Regions from separate parts of the Sus scrofa genome. Here regions 1 and 3 are each linked to region 2. The links are chromatin contacts, called in public HiChIP or PLAC-seq and promoter capture Hi-C maps. All regions are on one chromosome and are shown on one strand. The core of a region is the stretch at or near the end of the contact, and the rest is flanking DNA. Distances in the headings are between cores, read along the strand shown.

Region 1 (3,313 bases), core at 601-3,100, 86 kb after region 2:
CATCAATAGGTACCACCTGAATTCAGAGGCTGTTTTTATGTTTTAATTACTTACGGAAAGCAAGGCAGAATCTATACTTCCCAGCCCTTCTCCACTGAGCAATAGTATCAAAACACTATGACCCTGGGTGAGACCAGATGTACAAAGAGAGATGAAGAGAAAATAGAAAAAACCTGCAATTTCCTGCCTCTCAAGAGATAAGACGTTGAATTTGCCTTTGAAGTTAAATGTCTTTTTTTCTGGGAAGCCACCCAATGGAGAAATACCCTCTTCTAGGAAGGTGATATTTGAAACCATGTGGCTCTGGCTCCAAGGAGCTAAACTCCTCTGCATAATAATATAAAGGGTATAATTATTGTGGTTAGAGTCACTTTTCTGCAGATTGTGCTTCTTTAGAGTAATTTTCTTTCCCAAATATGGATTTACACTTCAATGTGCCAATGTTAAAATTATTGCTTACTTTTGTGATGTTAATGCATTGTTCCTCAAAGGCAATGTTGAGAAAAGATCCCCAGTCTGCAAGAAATCCATGCAGGCCTGACCTTCTCTTCACTTCTCTGCACTAGAGGAGAGACCATTGAAAAAGAAAAAAGAGAAAGAAGGAAAAGTCAGAATGGCAAGGTATGGCCACATAAAAAGGGAAAAGAATTGACTGGGCTTTGGGTGGCTCAGTACATACACCAATTACCAGTCTAGAAAACAAGTCTAAGTAAATTTAAAATAAATGACCATAGCAGAATTACTAGAAAGCAATAACAGAAAAACATCTGAAAACATCATAAATATTTGGAAATTAAACTTCTAAATAGAAATATGGAAGTATTTTAAACTGAAAAAGATGAAATCACAAGTCAAAATTATGAGATGCAGCTAAATCAGTGCTTTGAGGGACATTATATTAGAAAAGAGAAAGACCTAGCATCAGTATTCTAAGCTTACACCACATTTGTTAATCACTAAGTCCCGTCAGTTCTACTTCCTAAATATTTCTTAGTTTACTTCTCTCCATCATGCTATCTCAGCCTCCTAACAGATCTCCATATCCAGTCTTGCCTTCCTCTCACCCCAGATCTTCTATTTCTTCTGTTCAGCAGCATCTCTCATTACTTCCTCCTTGCATTCCAGCCTCACTGATCTTCTTGAGTTTCTTAGAGTTATCATACCTTCCTCTGGGTCTTTTCAGACATGTTCCTAGACCACTCTTTTACCTCCAGGCCACATTATTAGCTTCCACACATGGAAAAATCCTACCTTAAACTTCTCTTCTTTCTGGAAGCCCTGCTGCTGCTATAGATAGCTTCTACTATAGCTCATTGTACTTCCTTTGTGGTAGCATTTAACATCTCTTTATCACCCATTTAATTGCCTCTTTTTCCTGACTGCTTGGGGGAGACTAGATGAAGTCTTCTACATCTGATATTGTATATCTGGCCACTAACACAATTCCTGGAACATAGTAGGAGCAAACTAAATATTTGACAAATGAGTGAAAACCTATTTTAGTAGAAATATGACCACCAGGTTTGTGGTTACAAGTCAATGAGGTCATGACTTGGGGATTACAGCTTTCAGTCAACATTGGTTTTTTCCCCAGCATCCACTTATTCTTCCAGTTTAACAATGGCCCTGAATTCTCTTTGGGGATCCATGTGGTTCCTGGGAAGCATATACTTACCCTGGCTCCAGCAGTTACATAAATATTCACGATTGAGAAAGCCGATCTGCTCTTGTGGTTTCTACTACTTGAAACTACAATTTCTCAATTAAATGAGTTACTGGGACTCCCTATAAGGCTTCGGGGCCCTCCCATTTCATCATCTTCCTGTCATGAGAAGTACTGGGTGAAGTTCTCTGGCAGTGTTCCTGTCATGATTCTTTGGAAGGACTATTTAGAAGGATCTGGGTGATTGCCTAATGCCCTAGAAAGAGCATAAGCAATAACTTGGCACATGTTCGAATGAAACATGTCTAATGTCATGAAGAAGGTGAAACAGATAAGAATAATAAAGGAAAACCAAAGTGGAATTAACCTAAATTTAAATAGTATCACTCCCATGATATTTTTTGCATAGAGCAAGCAAATGGAAATGGCTGTCTGGCCGAAAGAGAAAATGCTGTGTCTTATTCCATCTATTTTTTTCCTTTTTTTCTATTTTCTAAAATAACATGAATTGTCTTTTCCACAATATAAATAATTCATGTTTATTATGGACAATTTGGGCATTTAAAAATGTATATAAAGAAATGGATCTCCCCAAACAATACACAGCGTAACCACTGATAATGTCTTTTTTTGGTAATGTTCTGATGCATTTTCTTTCATAAGTTTTTGCACATGGAATATAGATGAATATTTTCCTTTTCAAAATTCAAGTGTATGTTTTTCGTATATTGCTTTTGTCTATGTAAATTATGACCCCCAAAAGTAATTTTTAAAACCTTCCATTTTGTGGATATGCTGTGATTTTTAAAAAATTTTTGTTAAAGTGTAGTTGATTTGCAATATTGTGCAATTTCTGCTGTATAGCAAAGTGACACAGTCATAAATACATACATATATATATATATATATATATATATATGTATATGTATACATTCTTTTTCTTATATTCTTCTCCCAGGAGATTGGATATAGTTCCTTGTGCTGTACAGTAGGACCACATTGCTTATCCATTCTAAAGTTAATAGTTTGCATCTACTAAACCCAAACTCCCAGTCCATCCCACTCCCCTGCTGTAATTTTTTTTCCATTTTTTTTATTACTCAAATGAATTTATCACATCTGTCGTTGTATAATGATCATAACAATCTGATTTCACAGGATTTCCATCCCACAGCCCAAGCACATCCCCCACCCCCAAAACTGTCTCCTCTGGAGACCATTAAGTTTTTTCAATGTCTGTGAGTCAGCATCTGTTCTGAAAAGAAGTTCTGTCTGTCCTTTCTTCAGATTCCATATGTCAGTGAAAGCATTTGATGTTGGTGTCTCATTGTATGGCTGACTTCACTTAGCATGATAGTGTCTAGGTCCATCCATGTTGCTAAAAATGCTGGTATTCCGTTCTTTTTGATGGATGAGTAATCTTCCATTGTGTATATGTACCACATCTTCTGGATCCACTCCTCTGTCGATGGACATTTAGGTTGTTTCCACGTCTTGGCTATTGTAAATAGTGCTGCAATGAACACTGGAGTTCATGTGTCTTTTCCAGTCATGGTTTTCTCTGGATAGATGCCCCAGGAGTGGGACTGCTGGATCAAATGGTAGTTCTATTTTTAGTTTTCTGAGGAATCTCCATACTGCTTTCCACAG
Region 2 (3,200 bases), core at 407-2,906:
ATTGTTTCAGCCTTTTGGAAGACAAGGTTCATAAATGCATACACTGCATAGAAGTCAGATTTTCAATCATAAAGGAAAACCTATTTAGCAGAACAGTATGCTACACCAGATACTCTTCATTTGAGTTCCTGGTCATTACACAGCACAAATTCCATGCTCACTGTGATATATTCTCATTAGCATTATGCTTTTTGCAGCCCAGTTAACCAATCGCCTTCCAGCTAAAGTCAAATATATAGCTATCTAAGTTGAATCTTTAACCAAAGGAGAGTAAACAGAGACTGGATTATTCAGCTCTTCCTGCCACCTCACCAGGTGGAAAAACAACATCTCTGAACTGCTAACTGGGTCAGAGAGGTTAGGCCAGAGCCCCTTTCTCCCTCCCATGCACAGTTATTCCTGTTTCACCAACTGGCCAGTACCAAAGCCATTACAACGGACTACTTTTTTCTGGGGGGCTAAGGTGGGGGGACTTGCACCATGACATGCAGAAGCTCCCAGAATCCCCACCACAGCAATGACTTGAGCCACAGCAGTAACAACGCCAGATACTTAACCTGCTGAGCCAGGAGGGAACTCTAAATGGGGACCACTTTTATATGCCCTGGTGAACCCCATTTATTAGGGTAAAAGCATTGAGTTGGAGTGAACAAAAGCAAACCCTATTGTCTGGAAGTAAACACCAGCCTCACTCCCTTCTTGGAATCTAAGGTTCCTGGGGAGTAAAGTAACTTCAACACTGAAACTCCAGTGAGGGGAAGAAGGGCTGGTGGTACCACCTGGAACCACCCAGCAATCCCTACAAAGATTCTTTCAGTTCTGAGGCTCCATCCTGACCTCCTTAATTCAAGGCACATGCAAAAGTAAAGGGACTCTTGAATGAGGGCTTCAGCTCTGTGTAAAAACCACTGCAACAGGAGTAGGAACCTCTGATTTGCTCAATCTAGAACTTTAATCCCAAACATACAGTTCTACAAAATTATTCCTCACCACCCCTCCCTGCAAACACCAGGGATGACAAAGGCATAAATAAAATCTCCGCCGGGTCGCTGAGTCAGCACCAGGTTCCCGCGCGGGCGAGGGCGGGTCGGAGGCCCAAGGACTCAGGACAGGCCGACGCAGGACCAAGCATCACTCCCGGAGACTGCCTCAGGGCAGCCACGTGCAACCTCCCAGCCTTAAGTGAGGGTGGAGACCCTGACCCCGGGCCTCCGACCCTGAGCGCAGGCCGTCCTGCAACACCAACCTCAGGCCTCCGCCAAAGGTCTCTGCAGCCGAGAGACAGGCTTTAGTTTTCTGCGGGCCTCACTGTTGCGGAGGGCGGGGGTGGGGAGGGGTTGCTCACAGGCGGGTCAGTGTGCGTCCTCCCCGCCGCCGCCCCGGACCCCATTCTGACTGGAGCGGGCCGCATTCTGAGTGGACGCCCTCTTCTCCCGTCAGGGCCGGCCACAGGCCCCTCAGAGCTGGCCTGGTCCCTGGCCCGCCGCGCAGCGACCGGTCTCCCCTGCCTGCCGGGAGGCGGCCTGGACCCCACGCTCCCGGCCTCGGCCCTGCTCCCGCCGCCTGCAGGAACCTCCCTGTCCACAGGGACCTCCTTCCCCGGGAAGGCCGCTCACCAGCCAGCTGCTACAGCTCGGGTTCCGCACCACGTGTCTCGGTCACGCCCCCTGTGCGGGCCCGCCCCGCAGCCGCCCCATCCACCAATCCCAGACCTCGACCGGAGCACTGGCGTATCCCCGCCTCGCCGCCGTGCAGTCCGCCAATCCCGGACCTGGCCGGAAACTGCGCCGCCCCGCCCTCCGCTGTTCGGAGCGCGGCGCCGGCAGGAGGCGAGGCTGAGACCTGGGAGGCCAGGGCTTAAAAGCGCGAGCCCGGCGGCGATCTACTTTGGTCTTCCGCCTTTTGCCTCAACCGTGGGGTTGGAGAGGTAGTGTTTTGTGTGAAGTGGTCCGGGATTGAGGTGCCCACACCCCCCTACCCAGAGTCCCCATTCCCGCGGGTTCCTGAAGCATGTTTTCCTGGTCACACAGGTTTCCGTTTCACGTATCTTTGGCACTTTGTTCACCAAGCCTTCACCGTTACTAAGAGGAATTATTTTAGTATTTAGATCCAGTAATCCTAGGAATTAATGAAGAAAGTAGACCCACCATTTACTTATTGAGCGTCTACTATTTCTCCGAGGGTGTGATTATCTCCTTTAGAGCATCACCCAAAAAATTTGGGAAAGATTTTACCCTTCCCATATTCTATGTTGTTGTTGTAGTTTTAATGACAATTTTATAGTTGGAATGGATGTAGTTCCTCACATCCTGTAAATATTTTTAAATAAGATTACTTAAATTTTTACATGGTTTGTTTTTCCCTTGAAATTCTGTTTTCATCAATATCCGTTGCAGAATTTTTTTTAATTGCAGCATTTCATTTATAAATCATTAAATATCATTTATACTTGATACTATTAATGATACTGTTATACTTTTATACATTTGTACAATATGTATAAAAATTTAAATCAGTATTTACTTTCCTGTAACTAGAAAATTCTGTTAATTTTTTTCTCTTCTAGATTAAATTCTTATTACAATTATTAGTAGTACATGATTGATTAAAAACCACCTACATATATTATACACTTTTGTAAGTAATTTGAATTTATTGGACATATATCCTTCACTCAAATCTATTAGGCTTTAAAAAAATTAGTTCGGCTATCTATAAATGAGATTCTTGATGGAATGAGACTGAATTTGGTGAAAAACATGGCAAAAAGTGATTTAGAGTAAAATCTGTAACACATTACCTGTTTATTAAAATTTTACGGGTATGTGGTGGTACTAAATAAGAGCAAAGAGGAAGCTTGGGTACAAGTAAAAAGTGAATATGCCCACAACATTGTAAATCAATATACTTTAATAAAAGATAAAATTAAAACTGAATATGCATTTACAGTACCTAATAATCATTTGAGAAACGTTAATGAAAATATTTCTCCTGCAAATCTGAATAAAAGTTAAGAAAATGCAAATTTTTATCTTGATGTAGAACCCTTATATTTGAAAATATAATGTTAATTGTCAGCAGATGGAACTTTCTACCTCCTGCCCTTGAAAGAAAGCAAAATATGCAACAGACAGGTGGCCTTGAGTAAGGAGGCATTCTCTAATAGCATACTTTCAAATTGTATTTCAAATTGCCCTTTC
Region 3 (2,836 bases), core at 209-2,708, 100 kb after region 2:
TGCTGCTGCCCCGCCCTCTCTACAAAGGCCCCAGAACAGAGTGGGTGGGAGCTAGTGATTGGTCCTCTCTACCTCATCCATTTTTAGAGGCCTTACAACATATAGCAGTTGCTGTTTACAGTCCTTAGTCAAGGGTTGTACTATCCCCGCCATTTTCTATATCCTTGCTGATTTTCAGACTTTAAGGAATTCTTTGGTACACAAGATTGGGGATCCCTAAACCTGGCAATTCCAATTTGGACAGCATAATAAAAAATAAAGCAGAAGATATCACCTAAATTACCTGGTGGATATTTCCTTCTTTCACATCCATGTCCTAAGCTTTAGAAATGACGAGAGATTTCTTAGGTTTTGATTTGTCCAAGTTACGTATCTGTAACCAGATTGAAGAATCACATTTTGTTATAAATTAAGGGTATATACTTGCAGTTGTGTTTGAATAGAATCTTTTTCTTAATGTGTTTCTAGAAGTCCTTGGACGAATAATTTAAATATTTATTTTGGGGGTTTTAAAGGTCTATCACATGATAAATATCCCCAGATTAAAATTTAAAAAATTTTTCTTTACCTGGTTCCTAGAACTGGATTGTCCATGACGGATAGTACTAGAATGAGGCCTCTTTGGAGTTTTTGAAGATTCCTGACATAATTCTCTTTTAGACCTGTGGGGTATTCTGCTTACTATTAATTGGTGGTTACTTACATCATCTTCTTTAGTTTGATCAACTGCTTGTTGATGTAGCAGTTGGGGATCTTCTGTTTCTGTGTCTGATTCAAAAATGTATGGTTGCCTTTTCACTTTTAGTGAATTGTGGCCTTTCCTTAAGATTTGTGTTTTATATTTGCTTGTCAAATTTTCTTTCCCAGTTGCTTGGAAGTCAACAGCACTTTTTATTACACCTAAATTATTATTTGACACCTGAAATACTGAACTATTAGATAGTTGTTTACTTTCATTTAAACTCACAGGCAATGATTTTACACTAGAAGCATAGGACTCAGTGTTTTCATAGGACTCAGTGTTTTTTTCTTGCAGAGATCTAGAAGTCTTTGGATTTACATTTCTAGCAGTCATCTGAATGCTGCGATTACATCTTTTTTTTATAACTGGATCTAAATTCAGTTTGTCATCCTGGATCACACTAGTTTTGAGTGAAAACAACTTAGGTTCTATAACAATATGCTGTTTTCTTTTCAGGTTCTCGGGTTTTAAGATATTTTTGTTCATTTGTATTGGTTGATTTTTGAAAACTGGTATGAATTTAGGAGCAATATTATGTTGGGAGCCAACATTTATGTCTTGCATTGGAGTATTTCCTCTGTTGAGCTTTGGTACTTCCAAATGTACTTGTGCTGCCTTGTCAGACAGGGATTTCTTTCTGTTTTGAACAGATTCTCGCTGGAGGTGCAAAGCTGAGGACACGCAGGGCTTTGGCTGGCTGACTGAAAGCTCCACCTTGTGGTGCATGGCTACTGAACACTGTAGAAGACTTTGAGCTGGGGGGGATCTTATGGAAGGTGCCTGAGCCAGAGAGGACCTGAACTTTTGTTTAGTGGTTAGATTGGGCGGCCTGACTTTGTTTTCCTGAAAGGATAAAGGTTAGAAATTTAGAAAATGCAATAATGTCCTTAATGGAAAAGCAATGATATAAAATACCATCAGAATAAGAATATAAAGTAACACTATAATATATACAACAGGTAAAGAAAAACAAAAACCAAATGAGCTTTATTGAGGACTTGTGAATTTTTTTTTTTCTTTTTGCCTTTTGTCTTTTTAGGGCTGCACTCGAGGCATATGGATGTTCCCAGGCTAGGGGTCTAATCAGAGCTGTAGTGGCCAGCCTACATCATAGCCACAGCCACGCCAGATCCGAGCCACATCTGTGACCCACACCACAGCTCACAGCAACGCCGGATCCTCAACCCACTGAATAAGGCCAGGGATCGAACCGGCAACCTCAGTGTTCCTAGCCTGATTCGTCTCCTGCTGAGCCACGATGGGAACTCCAGGACATGTGACTATTTCTTATGATCTGTATCCTTCTTCGGACATCATCCTTTTAATATTTTAGGATGAAGTTGTATTCCAAATTCTATATAAATCAACTATAAAAACTTTACACTTAACTACTATCATTATCTTCCAAATGTGCGCATGTTGCTGTCTCCCTCAGAAGTCTTTTCCTCTTCTCCCCATTTTTTCCCCTCTCAGCTTCCCAGTTAGTATTTATCACAAAAAAAAAAAAAAAAAATAGGACAAGGTAGCACTATTAGTGTGTAAGTTCAACCTCCCTAGGTAGACACTAGATTTTTTGAAGGTAGGAACCATGAGTTACTTATCCTTACATCCTTCACATTCTTAAATCCTTCACACAGTTACTAACAAAATACTTATTCAAAGAGAGTATAATGGAAAGGTGATTGTAACTATACTAGGCCTTTCGGAATAAGTAGGATTTTGACACTATAGCAGTGACTATGTCTTAATCATTTTGTATTCTCATTGCCTACCAAAGTGCCTGGTACCTGGCAGCAATTTAGCAAGTATTTGTCAAGTTGACTTGTCAGATACATCAAAGAGAAACAAGCGTTTGTAGTCTTTTTTAAAATTTTTGGTAAAAACATATAAAGCATAAATGTATCTTTTTATCCATTTTTAAGCTTACAATTTAGTGGCATTAAGTACAATGCCCATTGTACTGTTGTTGTGTAACCATCACCACTATCTATTTCCAAAACTTTTTCTTTATCCTAATAGAAACTTTGTAGTCTTTAAGCAATAACTCCATTTTTTTCTCCTCATAGCTCTGGTAAACTCTATACTACTTTCGTC

The links. Promoter capture Hi-C pulls out the DNA fragments that hold promoters and counts their contacts. HiChIP or PLAC-seq counts read pairs in DNA pulled down with a chosen protein or histone mark.
Region 1: an H3K27ac HiChIP or PLAC-seq map of alveolar macrophages shows a contact between it and region 2. The contact joins the enhancer-like site here to the promoter of CNDP2 in region 2. A contact is called at or near these places in 1 of 5 promoter capture datasets (liver), 1 of 47 Hi-C or Micro-C datasets (embryonic fibroblasts) and 1 of 2 datasets of contacts at active chromatin or transcription factors (alveolar macrophages).
Region 3: a promoter capture Hi-C map of fetal liver shows a contact between it and region 2, with 3 times the contacts expected there. The contact joins the enhancer-like site here to the promoter of CNDP2 in region 2. A contact is called at or near these places in 3 of 5 promoter capture datasets (fetal liver, fetal skeletal muscle and liver) and 17 of 47 Hi-C or Micro-C datasets (brain, embryonic fibroblasts, epiblast stem cells and 9 more).

Annotation. Positions count from the first base shown.
Region 1 is chr1:149,668,166-149,671,478 of Sscrofa11.1, forward strand. No RefSeq gene overlaps it. Among named protein-coding and RNA genes, the nearest start is that of C1H18orf63, 56 kb to the right of the region's middle. Within about 2 kb of position 1,851, at least 6 of the 83 cell types and tissues checked have an H3K27ac peak or open chromatin away from gene starts, as enhancers often do. A contact at or near this core is called in alveolar macrophages, where this site is marked.
Region 2 is chr1:149,582,663-149,585,862 of Sscrofa11.1, forward strand. It overlaps CNDP2 (carnosine dipeptidase 2), which reads right to left and starts at 1,657. Exons shown (of 12, transcript NM_001243707.1): 1 at 1,617-1,657.
Region 3 is chr1:149,687,348-149,690,183 of Sscrofa11.1, forward strand. It overlaps C1H18orf63, which reads right to left. Exons shown (of 15, transcript XM_013993265.2): 13 at 569-1,585; 14 at 284-373. The coding sequence ends at 317. Among named protein-coding and RNA genes, the nearest start is that of C1H18orf63, 37 kb to the right of the region's middle. Within about 2 kb of position 1,459, at least 3 of the 83 cell types and tissues checked have an H3K27ac peak or open chromatin away from gene starts, as enhancers often do. A contact at or near this core is called in fetal liver, where this site is marked.